Regions from separate parts of the Anas platyrhynchos genome. Here region 1 is linked to region 2. The links are chromatin contacts, called in public Hi-C maps. All regions are on one chromosome and are shown on one strand. Each heading gives the region's core, a stretch centred on a gene start, on an enhancer-like site or on the middle of the called end of the contact. The rest is flanking DNA. Distances are from core to core; before and after follow the strand shown.

Region 1 (5,198 bases), core at 699-3,198, 220 kb before region 2:
CTTACACATTTTTTTGCACGTGCATTTTTCGGAAAGCAAATTGCTTTCCTGTAACACAGAAAAAGCAATCTGAAATCACCCAGAGCCCTTTACTGAACCTCACCTAACACTGTTTCTCCCAAATGTGTTAGTAATGAACACACAGGGTGGGTGAAACAGGAGGGATGATGCCCGATGGAGTCCCACCACATGCGGACTCGGCTGGGGTTTCACAGCGGAGGTCGTGTGGCCTGGAGGCCTCCAGAGAAGCCTTCCCCTTGCCTCCACCACCACGGTGGGGAAGGCCAGGGCACCGTGGCCGCTTCACGGGACCCACAGATGTGGTGCTCGCCAAGGGGTCTGCCGGCATGGCCTCTCTGAGGGCAGGGCAAGGCGGGTTCTCCACTGCAAGGCGGCTGCCCCAGCCCCTGGGCCGAGCTAGCACCAACCCCCTGTTTAAACTGTTTATGTTCTCTGTCTCCTTGTGACTGACAGAGGTTAGGGAGCACTCACGGCCCCGCTGCAGGTCCGGGGCTGCGATAACATCCGGCAGAGGGGCGATGACAAGCGTGCGCTGGGGGCCGCAGCCTGTTCCACCCGCGTGGCTGGGCCCAGAAAGGTGTTTGTGCATGGCCTCCAGAGGGGTGGGACAGCATCTGCCAGGGCAATCCAGCCCTGCCTGGCCCATCCTTCTTCCCCGTTGTGTCTGAGCACACCCTACAGCTTGGGGCACAGCTGTCCTGGTGCAAAGAGGAGCCTGTCCCACCCTAGGGGCCATAGTGTCTCCTTGGCCTCAACCTCCTCTGGTACATTGCAGCAGGGCGACCAGGGTTGTTCAGTGCACGTTATCAACCCGGGCTGAGCAATATGCTTAGACATAGCCTCTCCCTAAGTCTAATTTTTATCCTGTTGGTCACCCCAAAAAGAAAGAAGAAGAAGAAAAAAAAAGTCACATCTATTTTAAAACCATCTCACAGGACAGCAGATAAGAGCGCTGCACTTGCAGACTTGCTCTTTCCTTTTCACAAGGCTGCCTCTCCTCCCTCGCCTGTCGCAGTAATCCCGCAGGGCTGTTTTGTTTGGTTTGCTTGTTTTGTTTGGATTGGAAAATTCCCATTAGTTGTAGCTCAAAAATTGTGGCAGGAAAACTAGAAAGTGAAACCAGCCAGATACATAAGTAAAAATGAATGGTCAGCTTTTGTTATTTTTCCTTCTATTTCAGACAGAGCAGATGTCTTTCTTTTCTGCTTGACCCAGAGCCGACACTCCTCACTCAGGCTTTGTCCCTGCAGCCCATGGAGGATGCTCTGCCTGCCCACTTTGCAGTGATGCTCCTGGGGTTCAGGAACGTGAGGAGAAGTGGGAAGATGACTGGTGTGAGAAAGGGCCCTGTACCTCTGCAGGGGACCAGGTGGGCAGGCAGGGGGACGGGGACAGGACAGCAGCAGTGCCCTGTACTGAGCCTGAGCTGCTGCAGCTGTTTCCTCTGCCTGCCTTCCTGGGAGGATGGCTTCTCTGCTCCTAATACCCCTCCTCACATCCCCTTTTCCGGACAGATTTCTGGGTCCCAGGGCTGCCTACACTTGGTCCCCTTCGCCAGGGGGTCAGAAGAGACAAGGTGTCTGCCTGCAGCCCCTGCTGTGCTCGTAGGGCTGTGTAACCCCAGTATGTTTGAAAAAGCATAATAAAACATAGGGCAGTGCTGAGCCACAACCGTCTTTGATTCATACTCAGTAACCACATGAGAGGATCCCATGCTTATAAAACTAAACTGCTTCAGCATTAAGAGAAATATTTATGAAGATACTGCCAGCACAGCTGACCTGCTAGTCTTCTGCAAACAGGCTGATTTCCTGATGTCTCCTCCCTCCCGCAACCTTCCTTTTTCTGCCAGGTTGTTACATCTCTCTTATATCAGCATTCTTCTGTTGTGTCTTCTCTGGGACCAGACAGGGCCTGTCCTTCACCCGCTGCATGCCACTGGTCCCCAGTCCCAGCCCCACAAGCCTCTGCCATGCTGCATGGTCACAGTGGGCTCATTCTGCTTTCGTTTTCCCACCTAGCTCTGCCATAGCTTTGTTATGCATTTCTCCTACCTCTCCTGCACCAGGGTGGGAGATGGCAGGGACAATCTGTAAATCTGCCTATCTTTATATGTTCAGATCCGCTGACTGACTGCCAGTGGGACCCTCCATTTGGTTTTGGGTTTGTCTCCAGTGTAGCCCTGAACCTGTAGCTACTTCTCCAGCTCTGTGTCCTGCTGCTCCTCAGACATTGCACTGTGTAGTGGCTTGGGTTTTGTGTGCGTGGTTTTATTATTGTTGTTGTTATTATTATTATTTTAGGCAGTTGTGCCTGATCTACTACTGTCATCTCAGTACTCTTTTGCTGCTGAGTTTGGCATCTTTCTTACTGCTGCCAAGAAATGCCCACAGTTTTGAGGCCACCAAAACCCACCTCCCTGGAAGCTGTGCCTTTGTTTTCTAGCTCATAAAAGCCTGGGCTGGTATCTCCTTCTAGGGCATGCTGTGGTGGGCAGACTTCACTAGCTCTTTCCTGATATGTTCTTGCCTCGAGCTTCTGAACATCACTGTGCTCAGCTCAGCTTTGATTGACTTCAGTGGCTTTCAAGGTGCCTCAGAGAAAATACCTCACATGCTCTGATTCTCATTCAGGGCAACAATTATGTTATACCCTTGGCAATGTCCAGGTATGCCAGATTGTACAAAGTGTTCCTTAACTTTCCACATCAGAACGCTTGTCTGAATGCCCTCCAGGGAGCTCTCCTGCCAGAAATGGAGGAAATAGCCTTTGGTGACCAAGGAGTGATTTTCCAGCATTTTCTCAGGGCTTGACTGGGATTTAATGACTCAGTGGAGTTTCCCACAGCTGTTTGTGCTGTAAACATCTCCCCGTGCATTGTGAGCTCTGTCACACCTGACCAGCAGACCCACCCCAAGGCTCACCTCCAGCATGGTTCTCCCTTTGGCCTGACATTCTCAGCATTTCTCCCTATAACCCTTGCTGATGCCTTTTCTTCACAGATGTTGCCCTCAGATCCTGCCTGTTCATCTCAGGCCCTTCCTTACCCACCTGGTGATTTCCTTACTCTCAAACTTTTACTTTCTTGCACTCCAGAGAGAGGCATGACCACATTTTGCATCCTACCATATGTGGCTTTAGGCATCTGAGCTCTAGAGGGTAGAAGCTTTCATGGGTGTCTCCCTTGCATAAGTTTTCTAAATGATAATTATAACAATATTGAGAGAAAGTGGCTAATAGGCTCTAAGCAGCACATAGATGAACTGAACCTTAGGAAATAAATGGGTAATAGCAGTGGTGTGTGTCAGTGGGCAAGGACCATCTCCCTTAATTTTGCAGCAAGAGAATGCAAACAATATTCAGTGTCACATACGAAACATTCAAAACCATTTTGTAAGACTGAATACTGGAAGCATCCCACTCGTGATAGTCACACATATGGGTCTCTCTGCAGAATAATATTTCTGAAGAAGATTTACACAATCCCTCAGATCTCAGAGAGCATTCCAGTGCCTGCTCAGTGTTTTACAGTTTCCCTCATGCTTTGTAGTTTGCTATTGAAGGGGTTTTAGCATGGGGTATTAATGTATACCCTTCTCCTACACTTCTCTGAATAGGGGCTCTGTGCTCCTTTGGGGCATAGAGCCTTACTTTGGAGAGACCAGCTGGGACCTGAAGCATTTCAAAGGTGAACTCCTTAATTATATGTGTCCAGAAATGCCTAGTAAAGGGGTCCAAACTCCGAGCAATGTTTTTAGTTACTGCCAAACAAAGGATCAATCATAAAGAACCACCAAAGAGAAGATGCGTAACATTTGTGTTATGCAGTCTTCAGGATGTTGTAATGACAGCTCTGCAGCTTGCCCTGCAAAGCCTCACCGTGCACATTGCAGGCAGCGCTCACGTCTCTAACACCATCAGCAAAGCTCTGAGTGATGCTGCGGGGGCCAAGTTTCACCCCTTACCTTCAGTCTTAGAGTGTTGCTAATTGCAGAAAACAGGCCAAAAGTACAGATTTTTTTTTTTTCCCTGCAAAATAAAATTATGGCCCTTTCGCAGGAGGCCCCAGAAGACCAGAGAAATTGGTTTCCATGGCATTGTGTGGGCTTCTACGCGATGGAAGCCACACATATCTTTTGCTGACTTGTGCCCCAAGAGATTATGGTTTGGAATGTAAAATCGTTGACAGTAATATACATTGAACAATCATTTTTTATTAGGAGGTTGAATGGTAGCGGTTAACAAATTAATCAGGGAATGGGGATACAAACATATGCCTTTATAGCATATGGCATGGGTTGAGCCCTTATTTTCTCCATTTAGTTGGTCTGTGTGTTTTAAAAGGAATAAGTTATATGCTCATCATTTTTCTTGTTGTCCAAGATCCCAGCAACAAAACAGTAGGGAACTCCCATTACACATTTCGGCTCAAAAAGTATTCTTTTCTGCTCTCTGTAAAATGCACAGGTCTAGTGATCCAAGTTAAACATTACTGGAATTTCACCATAAGTCAAAAACAATATTAATTTTGAGCCCACATATTTTTCTTCTGGTAGGGTATAAAAGTTTAAAATAAGTACACACTCCAGACAATCTGTAAATGGTAGAGAGCAATGGATAAAACGAGGAAAGGAAAACAAAACAACGCACACTTTTAACAACAGAGCAGCAGCAATGTTGGGTGGTATGAACTTTTTTGGTATGATACCAGGAATGAGACTTCCCCCCCTCTGCGGTCTGGTTCAAAGGGAAGTTAAGGCTGGCATCGTGCCGCTGAGCAGTGGTGGAAGATTTCTGTACCGTACAAATCTGTACTCAGGATTACTCCTCGGTGGGAAGCGCAGGGGCTGTTGCAGACTATTAGAGTGGCACTCTGAACTCGTGCATCCCATCCTCCCTCGCTGCACAGGAGACACTGCGGTGCTGTTTATCTGAAGCCTAAAGACTGCCACAGCCATCTTTTTCAAATTAAAATGGCAATGTAAAGTTTTGTAAATGTTAGTTCTCCTAATTGACAGTGGCTTGTATAATTAAAATGAAATCACTAATATTTTCTCTTGTTTTCTTTTTTATCACTGAAGTTCATTTTTCAGTAACTCAGACAAGGTCTTCATTTTTATGAAGACCCATGCTGACCTCTAAATATCTGATTTTTTTCAGTGAGTGTTTATGCCCAT
Region 2 (4,804 bases), core at 2,016-4,515:
TATACTGCTTGCTCATATACACAGGCACATGCACACACCTGCACACACAAACTCTTTCTCCCATTTATCCAACAGGGAAAAAAAAAAAAAAGAAAAAAAAAAAGAAAAAAAAAAAAAAGGAAAAAAAAAGGAAAAAAAAAAAAAGGAATATAGGACAATGTTACTGTTATTTTCAGGGCTAAATACCCAGACAAGAATAATTATTAAGGTTATAATGAACCATGAAAACGATACAAAGATGTAGGATAGTTTCCAAAAAGATTCGATATGAACACATCCATCAGACTGATTATAGTTTTGCCCTGCAACTTTATCATTTTAATGTTCTTAACACCGCTAATTGTAAAGTCAATGAAATCTGTGCATATTATTACTTCCAATGTCTGTATGATACCGGCTAGAAGTAAGTAACTGTTTATGCCACTTTACATTTCAGAATAGCTGACATACACTGATTAAATATGACAACCTATGTAAAACTTGTCAGCTCAAATTAGGTACATCAAGTATATTGTTTTACAGAAGACTTTTTAGAATAGATTACATCATGCTTGCTTATCACTGTCTGAAAATACAAATGCATTTTTCAGATTAATGCATTGTTGCACAAAAATCTATTAGGAGGAAGATGAGTGTTGCAGGATTATCCTCTGCGTCGATAAGGAAACTAAGATGCAGACCTGGCTCTTTGTTGTTGCAATTCTTCTCTTGCAATTAACCAAGTCCTGTGCGTAGAAGAATAAGGGTTACACATTTATTCCCCATGTTTGTTTGTTTGTTTGTTTTTTTAACAACATATTTGATGAATTAGCTGGTCTGTTATAATGACAAATGGTCACCGTATGCTATTGGAAGGACTTGGCCTTCCCTCTCTTTTATCCAACATCCAAAGCACTGCAGTCTCATCTAGGGAGGTACTATTTCTGGAGGGTGCTTGAAGTGTCTCGTCAGGTTCCCATGAAAAAGACACCCGGAAGAATCTTGTTAATAACTGCCTGCTTATAAACTTAATCCTTCTTAATCGACTGTGTGCAGTTTCTTCGGAGCTGGAGAAATCTTCTAGGACTGTGATGTAGCTGTGACTCCTCGTAGCCATAAAAACCCACACTCTGTCTTGTGTCATGGGTTCTCCGGGTGTGATAATCACATGTTAAATATGCACTTAACCTCTTAACAGTATACATTGCAAAGCCACCGGGATGTGTGCGTCTCTCCTGAGGAACAGCCGGGCAGAAAGGCAGGATTACATGACTGCCACTGCTAATGATTGCTTTCCAAATACGTTCTGTGGTCATTGACTGGGCAACACTGGAAAACTTCCAATGCGGTTGTTTAGACTACTTGACTGAGTGATATATAGGGACTTCTTTTTACAGTGCCGTTAGTGTCTTAACGCTAGCGTGGAATAGGACTCAATAAAAATACTTTTCTTGAAAGAAAAAAGCAAAGGAAAAAAAAAAAAAGCTAGCATTTTATTTTAGCTGGAAGAAACACTCAGGCATTTCCAGCTGCCTGGAAGTCGCCGTCGGGGGGGCTGTGCGGCGGGGGATGCTGCAGCCCCCCGACGGCCGGAGCTCCCCGCCGCGCCCACGGCCGAGCCGGGCGGGGGGGGGGGGGGGGCTGAGGTGGGCTCCCACCCTCGGCCCGGCAGCCTCCCAGTAGCCTCCCAGTAGCCTCCCAGCAGCCTCCCAGCTTCAGCCCCCTCCCCGCGGCGGGGGGAGGTCGAGTCCGTCCAGCGGCTGTCGGGGGCACTTGGGGGGAGAGGCGGCCGGGGGGTCCCTGCCCAGCCCGGCGCCCACCCGGGGCCGCTCCCCGCACAGCCTGAGCCCGGTCCCCCCCTAGCGGCCGCCCGGGCACGGCGGGGGGGACCCGAGCCCGCGTCTGCTTCCCGCGGGGTCGGACACGCGTGGGGAGACAGCACGGGCCTTCTGGTGAAAGCCTTTTTCATCCTCTTCCTCCTCCTCCTCCTCTTCTCCTTCTCCTCCTCCTCCTCCTCCTCCTCCTCCTCCTCCTCTTCTCCTTCTCCTTCTCCTTCTCCTTCTCCTTCTCCTTCTCCTTCTCCTTCTCCTTCTCCTTCTCCTTCTCCTTCTCCTTCTCCTTCTCCTTCTCCTTCTCCTTCTCCTTCTCCTTCTCCTTCTCCTTCTCCTTCTCCTTCTCCTTCTCCTTCTTCTTCCTTTTCTCTTTCTTCCTCTTCCTCCTAAAAAATCAGAAATCATGCTCACTTGCTTTCCCAGCACCACCGAACAGATTGGCATTTCAGCCCATTCCTTGGTGGAGGGGAACCAATGGTGTGGAAATAGCAGGCATCTCAGTGGCAACTGCGACCTCCGCCTCAAGAACCCTGTTTCATATTCACCCTTCATGGCAGGTCTGAACCTGCAGGTCCCACCCACTTCGGTTCAGATTTTGTTTAAGAAAGGCTGCAATGAGGCAGAAATGAATTGAGAGAAAACGTCTGTTTCCGAGTGTGGGAGTACATATGTATCAGGAAAAGGAGATGTTACATTTGATCCTACATATGTTTATATGTGCACAAATAAGGCATGCTGGTGACATATGGATTTCCTATATTTTGCCTATATAAACAGACACATAAAATAAATATACACCAACGGACAAAAATAGCGTATGGAGAGAACCCGCTATGCTGGGCAGCTGAGATCCTGTCCGTGCAAGTATAACACAAATATTAAAAAGCAGCCATAACCTCTTTTTTGTTCTAATAAACATGACAGATTTAAACAAATATGTAAACTGAAAAGCCTGTAAAATACAAGATAAAATTTTTCGGAAAAAACATTTGTAAAAGTTGTCAACAGCATAACACATTCCCTGCGTGTATTGAAAGGTTTGCAAGACCTTGAATGTAATAAAGTTTCTTCATTCCTAATGCGCCTGTTTTTATCTCTGTCAAAGCAATGCTCTCTTAAAGCTGTTTTCCAAAGACTGTTACAACTTACGACATTTTTTTAACTTGCAGACACCAAAAGTAATTTCTGTAGAAGCCCACAGTGCTTTGCAAAAAAGCAACTCTAATAGCTGCAAACATAAATATGTATATTTTCCAGTAGAAAGAACGCTTCCCTCTCAATCATATCTCCACCAAAGGAGTTGAGTTGACTGTATCAAGAGATTTGTAGAATTTGTAGAATTCTGGATTAATCTTATCTGGAGAGTATACCCGGTCTCCCCCTTCTTTCTTTGTACTCACAACTGTTCTCTCAACTTCTTTGCCTTACAGCTGCAGCGCTAATAATTTATCTGCCTGGTCACCTCCCTCACAGGAGTTGAGCCGAGTCTTCTTCAAAGCCGAAGGAGTGAGCTGTTGGTCTGCATGCGATACAGACAGCACGCTAACAAGGGGGGCGAGGGAGCTTCTCCTGCTCTTTGGTCATGAGTTCACGAGCCTTGTAAAGCCACCAGGCAGCCTAAGCAGATAAAGCAGAAATTTAAAAAGGAAAAAGAAAGAAAAGAAAAAAAACACCAATGAGACGGGGCCAGATCATCTTTGATCTAAGGCTAATTTGTGCTGTGGTTTTATTGCAGGCTTGCACTAGAGCAGACCTAGCTGGCCACAGTAGAGTCGATGGAGCAGTGTTGGGAGGCAGAGATGCTTCTTGCCGCCACCATCGGTTGTAAAGACAGGATCTGATGCCTTCAGACTCTAATGAATGAGTCTGAAGTCATCCTGGCATCTCCGTGATCCAGGTGCAGTAGCAGCCCCTTGGAAATACCAAGTGTTGGCACCAATGGCAGCAGCCTCTAAGCTGCTCAAACCTGCGCCACCAAGGCTCTTCAGCAGAGTCTGGGTCAGGAATTGGGGCAGTAGAAAGGTGGTGGAGTTGTACTCTGTGCTTCTAAGGGAGAGCAAAGATTGAGGCCAAACTGTTATCAGACAAACACACAAACTGGATTCACTCACATCTGGAAGTAGCAGCCAGCCAAATATATGCAGTATCAAACATTTGGAATGGGAGAGTTTCCTCTGAGTCTCCATGACCCAGGCTACTAGTGATAAAAGGAAATTCACTGTATGTGAGCTAAAAGTTATTTCAGTGCCAAATTCCCCCTCCCTACTGCTCCCCCTCCCCTGCACTCCTGCCTGGCTTTGTTCAAAGGGCATTCAGTGCTGAGCCAAGCTTCCTTGTTTTCTTTTGTTTTGCTGTTCACCTTAATGTTTTCCTTTCCTTTCCCTTTGCACCTCTCTCAAAGGCTGAACAATGTGGTGCATGCAAACACTCAATCTCCTAGCTGCTGCTGAGCAGACCTCGACACCTATCCATGTTCCTCTAGCCAGGCAAGACTCCAAGACAGCAAATGTACCCTAAGGGAGGGACGGGCTGTGGACAAGGGCATGGTGTCCAGTGGCCTCTTAAACCTGCCTGAGTATCCACACACCTCTATGGGGCTGGTAGCTATGGGAGAGGATTTAAATCAGACCCTTGTCCTTCCAGAATCACAGCTGGAGACTATGAGAGACACCACAGGAATCTAATGCAGCACCAGATGCCATAAGTAGACAAGAGCCCAGCTTGACTATTTCACCTTGTGCTGCTGTAAATTGTTGTAACTGCACCAATTTCACAGAAGATTTGGGCCTCTGCTATTTTCTATTTATTTATTTATTTTAAAGTATTTTCCAAATTAAAAAAGACACAATCTCAGTGCAGAATCATGTGAGCCCATCTTACATTTTCACCCAAAGATGGCCATTTAAGTTAAGGTTTTCATAGCAATCACAGTGGTCAGAGAGTGGCCATTCTTGAGAACATTTTCACATTTTTCAGTAGAAATTTAGAGATAC

The links. A called contact is a pair of places that touch in the nucleus more often than the background predicts.
Region 1: a Hi-C map of small yellow follicle shows a contact between it and region 2, with 2.8 times the contacts expected there. The contact joins two enhancer-like sites. A contact is called at or near these places in 3 of 8 Hi-C or Micro-C datasets (liver, small yellow follicle and subcutaneous adipose tissue).

The regions. Positions count from the first base shown.
Region 1 is chr1:36,479,686-36,484,883 of IASCAAS_PekinDuck_T2T, reverse strand. No RefSeq gene overlaps it. Among named protein-coding and RNA genes, the nearest start is that of LLPH, 22 kb to the left of the region's middle. Within about 2 kb of position 1,948, at least 3 of the 8 cell types and tissues checked have an H3K27ac peak or open chromatin away from gene starts, as enhancers often do. A contact at or near this core is called in small yellow follicle, where this site is marked.
Region 2 is chr1:36,259,707-36,264,510 of IASCAAS_PekinDuck_T2T, reverse strand. No RefSeq gene overlaps it. Among named protein-coding and RNA genes, the nearest start is that of HMGA2, 62 kb to the left of the region's middle. Within about 2 kb of position 3,265, at least 3 of the 8 cell types and tissues checked have an H3K27ac peak or open chromatin away from gene starts, as enhancers often do. A contact at or near this core is called in small yellow follicle, where this site is marked.